2 separate regions of the Gossypium arboreum genome follow, and region 1 is linked to region 2. A link is a contact called in public Hi-C data. All regions are on one chromosome and are shown on one strand. The core of a region is the stretch at or near the end of the contact, and the rest is flanking DNA. Distances in the headings are between cores, read along the strand shown. Region 1 holds the start of LOC108456580 (pentatricopeptide repeat-containing protein At3g09650, chloroplastic). Region 2 holds the start of LOC108456589 (polyubiquitin 11-like).

Region 1 (6,628 bases), core at 1,133-3,632, 170 kb before region 2:
ATAGGGATCTAAAAACTAGCAATATTCTTCTTGACAAGCACATGAGGGCAAAGGTTTCTGATTTTGGGCTTTCAAAGCTTGCCGTAGATGGAGCATCACATGTGTCAAGCATAGTTCGGGGAACTGTGGGGTACTTGGATCCTGAGTAAGGCCTTGCTTCTACTAAATCCTCCTTTCTTTTGTTGAAATCATTTAAATGACTGTTTGCACTGATTTATATATAAGAAACAAAGTGGAGGGATTTGTCTTTTAGATAAGTGTTATCATGCAAAACACACCAAATCTACTGTTGCTGAATGCTTTTGGTGCGCAGGTATTATATCTCCCAGCAATTAACGGATAAAAGCGATGTTTACAGCTTTGGTGTGATTCTTCTAGAACTGATGTCTGGTCAAGAAGCCATATCTAATGAAAGCTTTGGCGTTAATTGCCGAAACATTGTCCAATGGGTAATTTCATATAGTTTCACAACTATCATATAAATATATAGTTTTTCATAACTTCTGAACCTCTAATTCACTTTTAACAGTAACTAATAGTATACAACAGCAATGACATTGTTCAAAGTGTTACTTTATTTCTCTATATACTTTCCTACTGCTGCTTATGGTTTGGAAAATGAATTGAGATATTCATTTGTTGATTTCTTCCAATAAATAACTTTGCAGGCAAAGTTGCATATCGAGAGTGGGGACATTCAAGGAATCATTGATCCTTACCTCCGCAATGACTATGACATTCAATCAATGTGGAAGATAGCTGAGAAAGCTTTAAATTGCGTGCAACCTCACGGACATATGAGGCCATCGATATCGGAAGTTCTCAAGGAGATCCAAGATGCCATCCTAATTGAAAAGGAAAGTATGATGGTTAGAGAGGGTAACTCGGATGAAATGTCTAGGAACTCTGCCAATTCTTCGTATAACCCTGGTTCCTTGGATATGATTGGAACTGATAATTACCTGTCATTGGATGAGTCCATTGCACGGCCGGTTGCACGATAGTCCGTTGTTTGTCCATGTACAAAGAGGCAATTCCTTATGTTTTCTCTTCTTAAATTCTTTGTTATGTTGCCAGAATCTTCAATCATGCTCTAGCCTGTAGGAAATTTCTTCTGCAATCCACCCTAAATAGCCAGGGAAGATAAAAAAGAAAAGAAAAAAAAAAAAGATGGGATGATGATACCATGGGACAGAACAGGTCCAAGTTTGAGCTGGTCATTTTTGAGGTTGTTGCGTAGTATAATTTTATTGCCTTCCTTGCATGGAATTAATGTTCATTATATGTGAACGGAAAAGGGAAAAGAAAATATATGACATGGTTTTCGTCGTGCTTAGATTGCATGGGACATGCATGATTTGGCTTTCATCATGCATGGTAAATGTAAGATTTAAAGGTTTGGAACCATCAAAAGGATAAACAGATGTTCAACATGGTTATGAAATAAACGTGGTCAAATTCTGTAAGATTTTTTTTTTCAATATATTCATTAGAGTGAGTCTAGTGATTAATTTTCCGTGTTTTGTAGGTTGATGAAAGAGATCAATTTTGTCAAATAATTTGAGGTAGTTTATTCTTTTCTAACATATGATCAAGTGACGAGTACCTTGAATTTGTGTTTTACGATTGACGATTATTTTACATGGATAAAAAAATACAAAAATTATATGATTTTTGAATTGTAAAAAATGTTGAGGTGTAATGTAACATTATTTTTTTAGCAAAACATAATCTTTACAACTATCCAAAAATTTTTCTCAACTTATATAAATAAATAGATAATATGTTTCAAGTATTTAAATTTAAGTCCTCTTGTATTGATAAAAATATTCATATTAATTGAGTTAATAAATTTTTTTGGTGAAATGAATTAAAAAAGCTACTAGTTGGTAACACTCATACAAGCAAAAGAAAAACTTTTAGACTTGCCATCCTCTAAGAGATTTTGAACTATATCAGGAGGAACATGAAAAAATTGTAAATCAGCTCTAGAGGATAAAGCTCTTTTTGCCAATTAATCGGCAATTGCATTTTTTTTTATAGCGTAGAAGTTAAAGGTTTTTTTGAAAAAAAATACTCTGAATTCGCATAATCAAAGCCGAATTTGCCATAGCTGAAGAACTTGCGTAAATGACCCAAATAACGTCCAGATTATCCGAAAGATAACATTACTATAGATTTACTGATTAAATTTATCTAAAATATCTTTTACAATTTGACCAATAATGAAGGGGAACGAGCGAAATTAATATACTATGCGGTTAGATTGTAAGAGGAACTTGAAGATGATGTTCAAACCATGCGATCTTAATTTGAAACCACTTGTTCTAAACATTACAATCTTATTTAGATAATGCTTTCAAGAAAACTAAATGAGATAAGGTATTTATAGATTTTAGAGCCAGGTGTTGATCGTGTTTTTAATATATATTCGAATAAAAAGAAATGATAAAGAGTGGGGTAAAGTTCGAAGGAAGAAATAATTATTAGTAATAGAGTTGGAAGTGTGAAGGAGCAGCGAGGTGTGGATAAAGAAAAAAGGACATAATCCAGTCGACGTAGTACTTCCCTTCTCCATTCAAACCATACCTTTCTTCTTCCTCAACCACATCCTTCTAATACTTGTTTACCTTGTTCCTTTCCCCCCCAAATGGACCAGCCATGTCTATGAATATTGCTTCTCCTTCCCCTTGTTCTTCTTCCTCCTCATTTCCCTCCGCTCTCCGCTGGCTCTCTCCCCTTCCTCTGCCGCCCTCACCCTCCACCTCCACTACTTCCTCTAAGCCCGCGCGTCCCTTTTCTTTGCGAGCTCAACCCACCGCTACCGATTTATCTCTCCCCAGTGATAAAAAGACCAACGATGATCAGACACTTCTTTCACTCCTCCGCCAAAAGAAAACCGAACAAGCTTGGACCCTTTACTCTCAATCCCCTCACCTCCCCACTCCTACTTGCTTAAGCCGCTTAGTTGCTCAACTCTCTTACCAAGCCACTCCTCAATCTCTCGCACGCGCTCGTACTATCATCACCCGCCTCCGCAATGAACGCCAGCTGCATCGTCTCGACGCCAACTCCCTCGGCCTCCTCGCATCGGCCTCCGCGAAATCCGGCCATACCCTTTATGCCTCTTCGCTCATTAAGTCCATGCTTCGCTCTGGTTACCTACCGCACGTCAAAGCATGGAGCGCTGTCGTTTCGCGGCTCTCTACCGAGTCACCCTCTGAGTCGATAAGCCTTTTTGACTCCGTGACTCGCCGCGTCAGGCGTTTCGCGGACCCTTCAATTGTTGCTGATTCCAAACCTGACACGGCTGCCTATAATGCTGTGCTTAACGCTTGTGCTAATTTGGGGGACAAAAGTAAGTTTTTGAAACTGTTCGATGAAATGCATGAATGGGGTTGCGAACCTGATGTTTTAACTTATAATGTCATGATAAAGTTGTGTGCTAGAGCTGATAGGAAAGATTTGCTTGTGTTTGTGCTGGAGAGGATTATTGAGAGAGGAATACGTTTTTGTATGACTACTCTGCATTCCCTCGTTGCTGCTTATGTTGGATTTGATGATCTTGAAACGGCTGAGAAAATTGTTCAAGCTATGAGGGAAGGAAGGAATGATCTTTGTAAGATTCTCCGAGATGCGAATTTGGAAGATTTAAAACAAGCCAAGGAAGATGATGACTATGACGACTACGACCTGGAGGATGAAAAGGAGGAAGATATGGAAGATTTGAGTAAAAAAAAGATAGATGATGTAGTATTTGAGAAGTTGCTTCCTAATTTGATTGAGCCGAGCAGCGAACCGCTTTTATTGCCTAAAGTGTATGCACCGAATTCTAGGATTTATACGACACTAATGAAAGGTTATATGAAGGCAGGTAGAGTTACTGACACGGTGAGAACTTTAGAGGCGATGAGGCATCAAGATGATAAGGCTAGTCATCCTGACCATGTTACATACACAACAGTTGTTTCTGCATTTGTGAAGGCCGGATTGATGGATAGAGCGCGAGAAGTGCTAGCTGAAATGACAAGAATTCGTGTGCCTGCGAATCGGATTACTTACAATATTCTTCTCAAGGGTTACTGCCAGCAGTTGCAAATAGACAAGGCAAAGGAGCTGCTAAGGGAGATGGCTGATGATGCAGGGATTAAGCCTGATGTGGTTTCATATAATATATTGATTGATGGGTGCATATTGATCGACGACAGTGCTGGAGCACTTGTGTTCTTCAATAAGATGCGAGAGCAAGGAATCACTCCCACGAAGATCAGTTACACTACATTGATGAAAGCTTTTGCTTTGTCGGGTCAACCAAAGTTAGCTAACAAGGTTTTCGATGAGATGCTTAGAGATCCACGGGTAAAAGTCGATTTGGTTGCTTGGAATATGTTGGTGGAGGGATATTGTAGATTGGGACTGGTTGAAGAAGCAAAGAAAGTCATCCAGAGAATGAAGGAAAACGGGTTTTACCCTAACGTTGCTACTTATGGTAGTCTAGTAAATGGGATTGCAGTGGCTAGAAAACCAGGGGAAGCACTGTTGCTTTGGAAAGAGATAAAGGAAAGGTGTGAGATGAAGGAGGAAGGCGAGAACTCATACTCTGATTCCCCTCCACCATTGAAACCAGATGAAGGTCTGTTAGATAGTTTGGCAGATATATGTCTGAGGGCTGCTTTCTTCAAGAAGGCATTAGAGATAGTGGCTTGCATGGAAGAGAATGGCATACCACCAAATAAGACAAAGTACAAGAAAATCTATGTAGAGATGCATTCAAGGATGTTTACTAGCAAACATGCTTCACAAGCGAGGCAGGATAGGAGGATTGAAAAGAAGAGAGCGGCTGAGGCATTCAAGTTCTGGTTGGGTTTGCCCAATTCTTATTACGGGAGTGAGTGGGAATATGAACCTCCTCAAAGATGATTAAATTTATGCCTCTGGCTCAGGGTCTATAGAAACAACACCAACATTGATCTATACTTATAGCAAATTGTAACAAGGTTAGTGTAACTATAAATTGCAAAAGCAAAGTAGAGTCTCGTGGTGCTTCATGTAATGAATTGAATGCTTCCTTCACTACGTAGTAAATTGTAACAAGTTTAATGCAACTATATATTGCAAATGCAACATAATCAGCCCATAGATGTTTCATGTAATGAATTGAATACTTTCTTCAATGTGTATACATCACCCTTTCAAACAGATAGTTGAATTGGAAATTGTGGGCTTATTCCATGTATTTTAGTTTGGTCTTTTTTAGTTTCTATTCTTTTGTAGATGAAAAGCACAGGGACTAAAATCAATCAATTCAAAAAGTAAAAAGGCTAAAATTGATCAAATTAAAGTTCAGCGACTACATCTATAACTTTTACAAAGTATAGAGAGGAATAGCAGAATCTATAATGCACAACGTAAAGCGATCTGAACCCTCCATACAAGGTTGTCACGGCAAATCAAATCTGTAGAAGCGTTGGATGTGGTGGGAAAGTAAATAATCCGGGTAACGAACTGAAATCCTAAAAAAAGACAAGAAAACAAAAATGGAAGATCCAACGTCATAAATCACCTGATCACCGCACTATACCGGTCGCTCCCACATCCTCTGTGAAGGGCTTCCTACCTCAACCTCGGTCACTTTTTTCCGGCTTCAAATTTATTTATGCTTTGAACCGCTTCCCAAATTCAAAAAAGAACATTCACTAAATAATTAACGCATTTGCTTTCTTAGTAAAGCATTTGTTATTTCCACATATTTCAAAATCTTTACCTTTTCTTCAATTCTATTTTTTATCTCAATTCAATTCAAATATTTAAATAAGTAACGCATTTGGCCTCATTGGGGTGATTCCGGGATGCAAATCGATTTTGATATCGAAGGTCTAAGCCTCATCGATGTTTCGTCCGAAGACGATTGCCTCCTCTCTCAATCCTCAGGTCTTTCTTTATTATCATCATATGATTTCCTCATCTACATTTCATCGAAACATAACTTTATTTTTCATTTTTCTGATAATCATGTTTTAGAATTACGGTGAAATGTTCCTTTTTCCAATTTCTTAATCTGTTTATTACGAATAATTAGCTCCAGAAGATCATTGATGATAAGCTGATTTTTCATGTTTTATTGATTTCTCTCGGTATTCTTCTTATAGAAATTGTTTGACTAAACCTTCAAATGAAACTGATTGAATTTTTTACCTGAAAGCAGTTTCTCATCGGCATTTGCTGTTTTCCCACTATAACGGATTCAGTTTGGCCTTCTGAAAGCAATTTCTTGTTAACATTAGATAATTTGGGGATGCTTTTTCGAAAAATATAAGATGATGATCCACTGATCCTCGTTTCTTTTTGCTTATTAAATTTGAAACTTAAATCTCATTTTAATGTTGCAAAACTATATATCTCTCCTGACAAATTGGAAATTGTGTGTTGTGCAGAGAACGGGATTAAAACCAGAACTGTTTGGTTTTCTTTGGATCTCGACAATGTAGAAATCTCATCAGGCTTTCTTGAAGAAGCTGGAGAGTTAGAGCAACCACCAGGTTCTTTGGAACAAGACGAGTTGAGAAAAAATGGAAAATATAATTTACGCAAAAGTTTAACATGGGATAATGCTTTCTTTGCTAGTGCA
Region 2 (7,378 bases), core at 2,112-4,611:
TTTTTCAAAATTAGGACTAAATTGATAGAATTTATAAATATTAAAAGGCTAAACTTATTATTACGCTAATAGAAAAGAGGTCATCGTTAGTGATTTAACAGAGGAGTAACTAAAATATTAAAATTTGACAATATTAGTGACAAAATAGAAATCCTCAAACTAGGGTGATCAAAACCAAAATATAATAATAATTAGGTTTACTCTAAATTTTATCAATTTTATTTATTTACCCACGTTAGACCTGTTTAAATAATCATTAAAGAAATCCAATTAACCTAACTAAATATTAATATTTTTTATTAATTTAATTTTTCTTAATATCTTAGATAAAAATATTTTATAGAAATTTTCAATAAAAGATAGTGAAAATGATAAATAGATAAAGTTATTTATTTAATAAAGAATATGTTGATTTTACTTTTAAACTTAAATGTTTTAGGTTTACTTTTAATCTAGCCCATTAAATTTTTTTGTTGAGTAAAAATTTTGGAATCATTCTCTTCTTTGGGTAATTTTATTTTCTAAACATCAAAATTTAATTTGAAAGATATTTCACATATATTTAATACATAATCTAAAAAAACATAAGTAAAATAAGCATACAAATATAAAATAAAATAAAAAATTCATTTATCAAACTCTCTCATTAAATTACATATTTAATTTTTAAAAAACATACACTTCATTGTTATTTTATTAAACAGAACCTTAATATCATCATTATCATGTAAATCAAGAAATATTCCGTGTGGTGATTTTGATGTGATTTTATTCCCAACAATCACCGTATTTAACCCCAAAATAAAAGTCACACGTAGATTCCAACCTAAAAAGTTAAAAACTAAAACTTGTTTCATGTGGCAAGATGCCTAAAACAGGTATATTGAGTTGTTTTAATTACCAAAAGCCATGGTGAGGTGAGAAAACTGTAAACAATCTGCTAGAACAAATATGAATTGTGGCAGTTGCTCCATGCCCTTTCTTCTCATCAATGAAACATTTCCATACAAACAAACCGAACAGCAATAATTATAGTAAAGACAGGAAACAACACCCAAAGGGTATTTACTATTTAGTATCCAATTGCATGGTTTAGAAGTGCAAGGATCAGAAAAAGTAGCCTCAGCTTCATCAGCCAGTCAGTTGGCTATGGATTAATTTCCATGGAATTATCATCATCATACAGGCTGACAAAATGGTGATCTTGTATTCAACTTTCTTCCTACATGGAAGCATATAATGTCTGCAATCATGGAAGTAGACATATATCAGAAAGTGGAGAAGAAGAAAACCAGATGAAACAAACAATACAATATTAATAGGTTTTAATGGTATGATTTAAGAAAGGTGGCCAATACTTTGGTGGGCTGGCAACTACAAGTAAACATGGTATTTTATTTTATTTTTAAAATGGATGGCAACTTCACGCCAAAACCTGATGAAAAGGACCTGATATAGGGGCAGTGCCTGAAACTAAATCGCCCTGGAAAACATTACTCTATATTGTTAAAAATACGTATAAAACAAAGACCAAAGCAACTAAACTATGAATGGATCTCTTTTCCGTTATATCATATATATATTTTATATACTTGGAGCAAAATAAGTTCATGGCTTAAAATTCCGAAGAGAAAGATTGCAAATTAGTGGACTTTTTAGATCATTATTCTCCAATGGAGGAGACTAAGTTCAATCAACATCATAACATTAAGCATTGTAATAAGTTACAAAGAATGCAACTGCAAACCATCTCCATTGACATCTTCGAAAAATATAATCATATCCGAAGTGAAGAAATGGATTAATAATACTATGTCAATTAGAAATAAGCCTATATGTTAGGCATATAACGAACCCAAAACATAGCAGGGCATTTGGTCTAGTGGTATGATTCTCGCTTAGGATGCGAGAGGTCCCCAGTTCAATTCTCGGCACCGTTTTATATTTAAATCTGAAACTGGCGATTGGGCTTTGGTCGTCCTCCTTTTGGGTCAGTGTTTGTCCTATCTTTTTATATTACTGGAGATGTTGTCAGTTTTATCTTAAATTCTTGTTTAAAGTGAGCATTAATTATTGGAGAGACCACTATGTAACAACTACTTCGAACTTCCATTCAACACATTAACTTAACATCCTTTTTATCAACTGGATTTCACACTTCCAATGCATGCCCGGAAATAGAAGAGAGACAAACTGTGAACAAAGCCCAACATTAAATTTCAGTTACCATATAAAGCAGATTCTCTGATTTGTCTCTATTTAACCATATTAAGATTTAACAGAGAGACAAGCAGGGCCTCCCTTGTTAAAGGCATTAATGTTCAACTTATTTGCTATCTCCATGGTTCGAAGAGTTCCAATGGAAATGAAAACCAAACTTTCTACTCCAGAGGAGAAGTAAAAAGTATTACAAAGGGGACAAGACCCAGAAATCCAACTTAGAAAGACACACAAGCACTTTAAAACTTGAAACCAAGGCAAGATGGTTGCGTTAGAATTATCAGTGGCCACCACGGAGACGAAGAACAAGGTGAAGGGTAGACTCTTTCTGAATGTTATAATCAGCCAAAGTCCTCCCATCTTCCAATTGTTTGCCGGCAAAGATGAGCCTTTGCTGATCAGGTGGGATTCCTTCCTTATCCTGAATCTTTGCCTTAACATTGTCAATGGTATCGGAGCTTTCAACCTCCAAGGTGATTGTTTTGCCTGTCAAAGTCTTGACAAAAATCTGCATCCCTCCACGAAGCCTCAAAACAAGGTGAAGGGTGGATTCCTTTTGGATATTATAATCAGCCAAGGTCCTCCCATCTTCCAATTGTTTGCCAGCGAAGATCAAACGCTGTTGGTCAGGTGGGATTCCTTCCTTGTCTTGAATCTTGGCCTTAACGTTGTCGATGGTGTCGGAACTCTCGACTTCGAGGGTGATGGTCTTGCCGGTTAAGGTTTTGACAAAGATTTGCATGCCCCCACGAAGGCGTAAGACGAGGTGGAGGGTGGATTCTTTCTGGATGTTATAATCAGCAAGGGTCCGACCGTCTTCGAGCTGTTTGCCAGCGAAAATGAGACGCTGCTGGTCGGGTGGGATCCCTTCCTTGTCTTGGATCTTGGCCTTGACGTTGTCGATGGTGTCGGAGCTTTCGACCTCGAGTGTTATGGTCTTGCCGGTAAGGGTTTTCACAAAGATCTGCATCTTCTTCAAAGGGAAATATGGGTTTGTAGAGATGGTTTGAATTTGGTTGGGGAATGGAATTGGATTGAAGATGAGGGGATGTCTATATAGGCGAGGAGTGGAGGTGGGTGACCCATTTCCTAAGGAAATATTGGAGAACACCAGAAAGTTGATTGTGGGTCAGATGAATCGGCTTAACTTTTAACCCTTAGCCGCTAAGTATTTAATTAATTTAGGAAAACTAATCATTTTCAACTAAAATTTGTAGGAAAATTACGTATTTAAAATATCTATTTGTGGTTTATTTTAAATGATATAATTTATTTTAAATATGAAATAATATTTTAATAATTCTTATTAATTTAATTAGGGTTTAAATAATAAAATAGATGTATAATTGATAATAGTAATAAATGTGCATTATAAAATTAAAATATATAATAATAAATAAAGTAAAGTTTTGATTTAGTGTTAAATTTATGATTTTACAAACTCAATTAGCATGAATTTAAATCTCTATTTTCTATGTTTTTAAATAAAAAAATTAAAGCGGATGACTTGATAATGAATTCCAAGTCAAAGTGACTAATCCGATCTATTTTTCACATTCATAGGAGTTCATCTATGTTTCAGCTGTACGAATATGACATTTTTTGAAAATTTCTAATAATATCAAGTGCTATTCCTATTTTGGCATTTCTAATTTCTGCAGTTTTAGCCTTTGATTAAAAAGGGTTAAAAAAAACTTTCTAGTTATGAATCGGGTATAAAACTAACAATAATATAACTTATTCTAAATATAAAAAGATATTTTAGTAGTTTTTCTAATTCAGATGATGTTCCATTGAATAAATAATAATATAAATATAATGATAATAATTTTTTTTTAATAATTGAATTTCATTTATCTAGCAAACAATAACCTGCTACAAAAAGACAATAGGAAAGTCCTATACAGGCAAATATAGCAAGAAACTATACAAGCTAACTATCACCAATAGGACCCCAATTGGAACAAAGTTGGATGTTAACATCATCAATCATACTTACATGTTTAATTCGCGGGCTTACCAAAAAATCTTTCTTTCCTCTCACACCATATAGAGTGAATATATGTATTCCAAGCCGATTTAAAGATGACAACAATAAAAAATAAAAAACCTTAAGCTTCAAAACAACCCAATTTAACTCCTGATCCCATGACCCAACAGTTCTACTAATATAATTCTTAGAAAAGCTGTAAAACCATCTCCCAAACCTTCCTAGAAAAGTCACATTCAAAGAAAATATAATTTTTAGATCCACACAAACTAGAAATATCGATATTAAAATATGTTGTTAATCTCAAATTTTGAAATTTAATCTCACGACAACATATCTTATTCTTAGCCCTAATTTATCCTTTCTCAATTATTTCCTTCGATACCAAAAGAAAGTTATGAACATTGTAATTCACGAAACCAATTAAAATAAAATACAATTATTCTAATGTACAAAACCGTCCAGCTTCACGCATAAACCAAGTGGATGTTGATGAACGCAACTTCCAATGATTACCTTACGGCTCACTCACGCAACTTCCAAGTTTCTGCCTGCTTTCCTTTATTTATTCCATTTAGCTTTGGCCAAAAGAAAAGGATAAGACCCTAATTTAAGCCAAGGAATCCAAGGACACTTTTTTCTTCACACCACTTATGTCATCCATACACGCCAATGAACACAACGCAACTGAATAGATTCATACATATGCCAACACAATATCAACAAAAAAATAAAAATAAAAAAAGCTAGTCTTTGCGGGCATTGGTTGTCTCATACCATATGTTGAAAGCTGAACCACAATCACTCACGAGCAATTTGGGTGATGAAATCAACATATGACATTTAAACATAATCCAACACTGGGCTCTACATATTTGAGATAGAAGCCAAACAAATGGGTTTAAAATTAATCTAACATTCCCCCTTTTTCTTTTACAAATTTCCCTAAACAATGTCATTTTGTTTGAGCAAGTTTAACATACATATACAAGAATGATAAATGATAAGCCATTATAGAAGTCACTATTTTATATCATCGGCCACAGCCGAAGCTTTGCAGATCGGACATGTATTCTTCATCGACAACCACTTCTTGATACAAGGAATATGGTATTTATGACCACAAGTCTTTAATGCCCCAACCTCATCCATGTCCTTATACTCTTCCTGCATTTTGCAACATCAAAAGTACTTAGATGATTTGATTAGCAGGACTAATGGGATCTTCGAAAAGAGCTAGCATACATTTCGATCACAAGTAGCAGACCATGATCAACAATCATTCACCAACTCTTCTTGATAATACCATGTTGAACCAAACAACATAACCAATTATGTTTACGTTTCATACACTACAATTCTTACCAGGCAGATCACACAAGAGCTTTCATCCTGGAATTGATCTGAAGAGCTGTAAATTGTTTCAGCCAAGCACTTAGATATCAAGTCTTCTGACAAGCCTGTATTAACACTCCCGATTCTTTCCCCTAGTGCAAGTAGTTCCTGACCGAGAAATCGTCCAAGGTCATTTAAAACAAAACAAGAAAAGGAAAATAACAACATAATGGAAACAGGAAGTATGTACATACCTCGTAAGTCATGTTGTCTATGTCTAACCTCATATCTCTATGCTGATCAAACATATTTCTAGATCCATAAAAAGCGGAGCGGTCCACAATCATAAAACCCTGCAGAATGAAGATAAACTATAAACATTACCTGACGACTCATTAAATCCGCAAAATTGGGTGGCAAGCTGATATATCATAAATGCTAATGAATACAATTTTCCTGTATCTCAATTGCAAAACACTTGATATGAAGCATTTGCATACAGTAGAATCACCAATACCTATAAACATAGATAATTACAGCCTGGTTATCAACGGAACAGGTCACTACCAATCACCAAAGAAGGGTACTTATGAAGCAATAAAGTCAGAGAAGTACACCAAGAAGAAATAAATGGAACACTCTTCAGAAGAAATGCAACGTGCTGAAAGCTATGTCAAATGAGTTTTCAAACTATTTTTAGAGGACATTTAAGTCCACCTCAATTGCTAATATGCAAATACATAATTCATTCATAAGCGGTAAATACCTCAGATGAAAATCGACCATGGAAAGCTGCATCATCAGCTAGAGATTGGTATCTATCATTAGATATCCTTGACCTCCCACTCCGCTCATTATTACGCCATGTTACAGCTGATAATGGCCGAGGATACCTCGTTGAATAACTTTCAGAAACAACCTGCATCCCCTCTTCATAGGATGCAGCATGTCCTATGTGCACACTGCTGGAAGAGGCCCTGAAATTTGGGCTAGATCTCTGAAAATAATTTGTTCGAGGACCCCTTAAAGATTGTGCTGAGTTGCCATGGAAACCTTGAGGAAGAACAGGATTTCTACCAGAAATGAAATTATGCTGTAGTCCCCCAACCTCAACAGAAGCATTTGTAGCACTACTACCACCCAGAAAGCGGTTTGTCTCATGATTAAAAACATTTGAATCTGCAATTCACCAGCAACAGACTCAGAGATAATGAGAGATCAAAATAATAACACAAAAATATTCAAGTAACCTGCAGCTGGAATCCTTCCATGACTAGGAGACATTCTCAAATGGCTCCAGTCCCTTGACATAGCATTCGAGCTCTGACCAGTGATATCCACTGAGCTAGAATGTTCAACCGGGTGGCTTGTAAGGTAGGAAGTATTGCTTGACAAATGGGTCCTAACTAGGTTAGATTCAAGATCAAGTGCTGGACGGCTTCTCACATTCCGCATAGAACACTCACCCCGAATTGAGAGGCCATTGCCTCTACAGCTCGGGGGCATGGAAATATGATCCCAATACATGTGCTGAGGATCTACATTAGGTTTCTCTTGCCAAAAGTCAGAAGATAAAGGAATATCAGATGAACTTCCAGCACCAGCATATCTGCTTGATCCACCCCTCTCACAGACTGAAGGAACTCCCGGGCTTTTTCGCTTGTGAGGTCCTCTTCCACTGCTCATTGGGAGATCAACAAGACCGCCATCAATTCCTTGGAAAGTCTGCCTATCATAATTGGAAGAAGATGCATGATGCATGTAGTTCTCAGGGGCAGAACCAAAGGTTCTAGGCGCAGATGAATGCAGAAAAAGATCATGAGATGGGCCTGA

The links. A called contact is a pair of places that touch in the nucleus more often than the background predicts.
Region 1: a Hi-C map of leaf shows a contact between it and region 2, with 2.5 times the contacts expected there. The contact joins the promoter of LOC108456580 here to the promoter of LOC108456589 in region 2. A contact is called at or near these places in 2 of 5 Hi-C or Micro-C datasets (both in leaf).

The regions. Positions count from the first base shown.
Region 1 is chr9:79,728,328-79,734,955 of ASM2569848v2, reverse strand. It overlaps LOC108456580 (pentatricopeptide repeat-containing protein At3g09650, chloroplastic), which reads left to right and starts at 2,382. Exons shown (of 1, transcript XM_017755127.2): 1 at 2,382-5,199. The coding sequence starts at 2,662. The coding sequence ends at 4,920. It overlaps LOC108456579 (probable LRR receptor-like serine/threonine-protein kinase At1g67720), which reads left to right. Exons shown (of 15, transcript XM_053018979.1): 13 at 1-145; 14 at 359-449; 15 at 669-1,466. The coding sequence ends at 1,004. It overlaps LOC108455526, which reads left to right and starts at 5,773. Exons shown (of 8, transcript XM_017754074.2): 1 at 5,773-5,931; 2 at 6,435-6,628. The coding sequence starts at 5,850. LOC128280721 (a long non-coding RNA gene) reads right to left here and starts at 5,692. Exons shown (of 2, transcript XR_008270847.1): 1 at 5,564-5,692; 2 at 5,305-5,456.
Region 2 is chr9:79,554,386-79,561,763 of ASM2569848v2, reverse strand. It overlaps LOC108456589 (polyubiquitin 11-like), which reads right to left and starts at 3,361. Exons shown (of 1, transcript XM_017755138.2): 1 at 2,224-3,361. The coding sequence starts at 3,190. The coding sequence ends at 2,501. LOC108456588 (probable E3 ubiquitin-protein ligase ZFP1) reads right to left here. Exons shown (of 7, transcript XM_017755136.2): 3 at 6,796-7,378; 4 at 6,312-6,724; 5 at 5,800-5,898; 6 at 5,576-5,713; 7 at 5,026-5,377. The coding sequence ends at 5,234.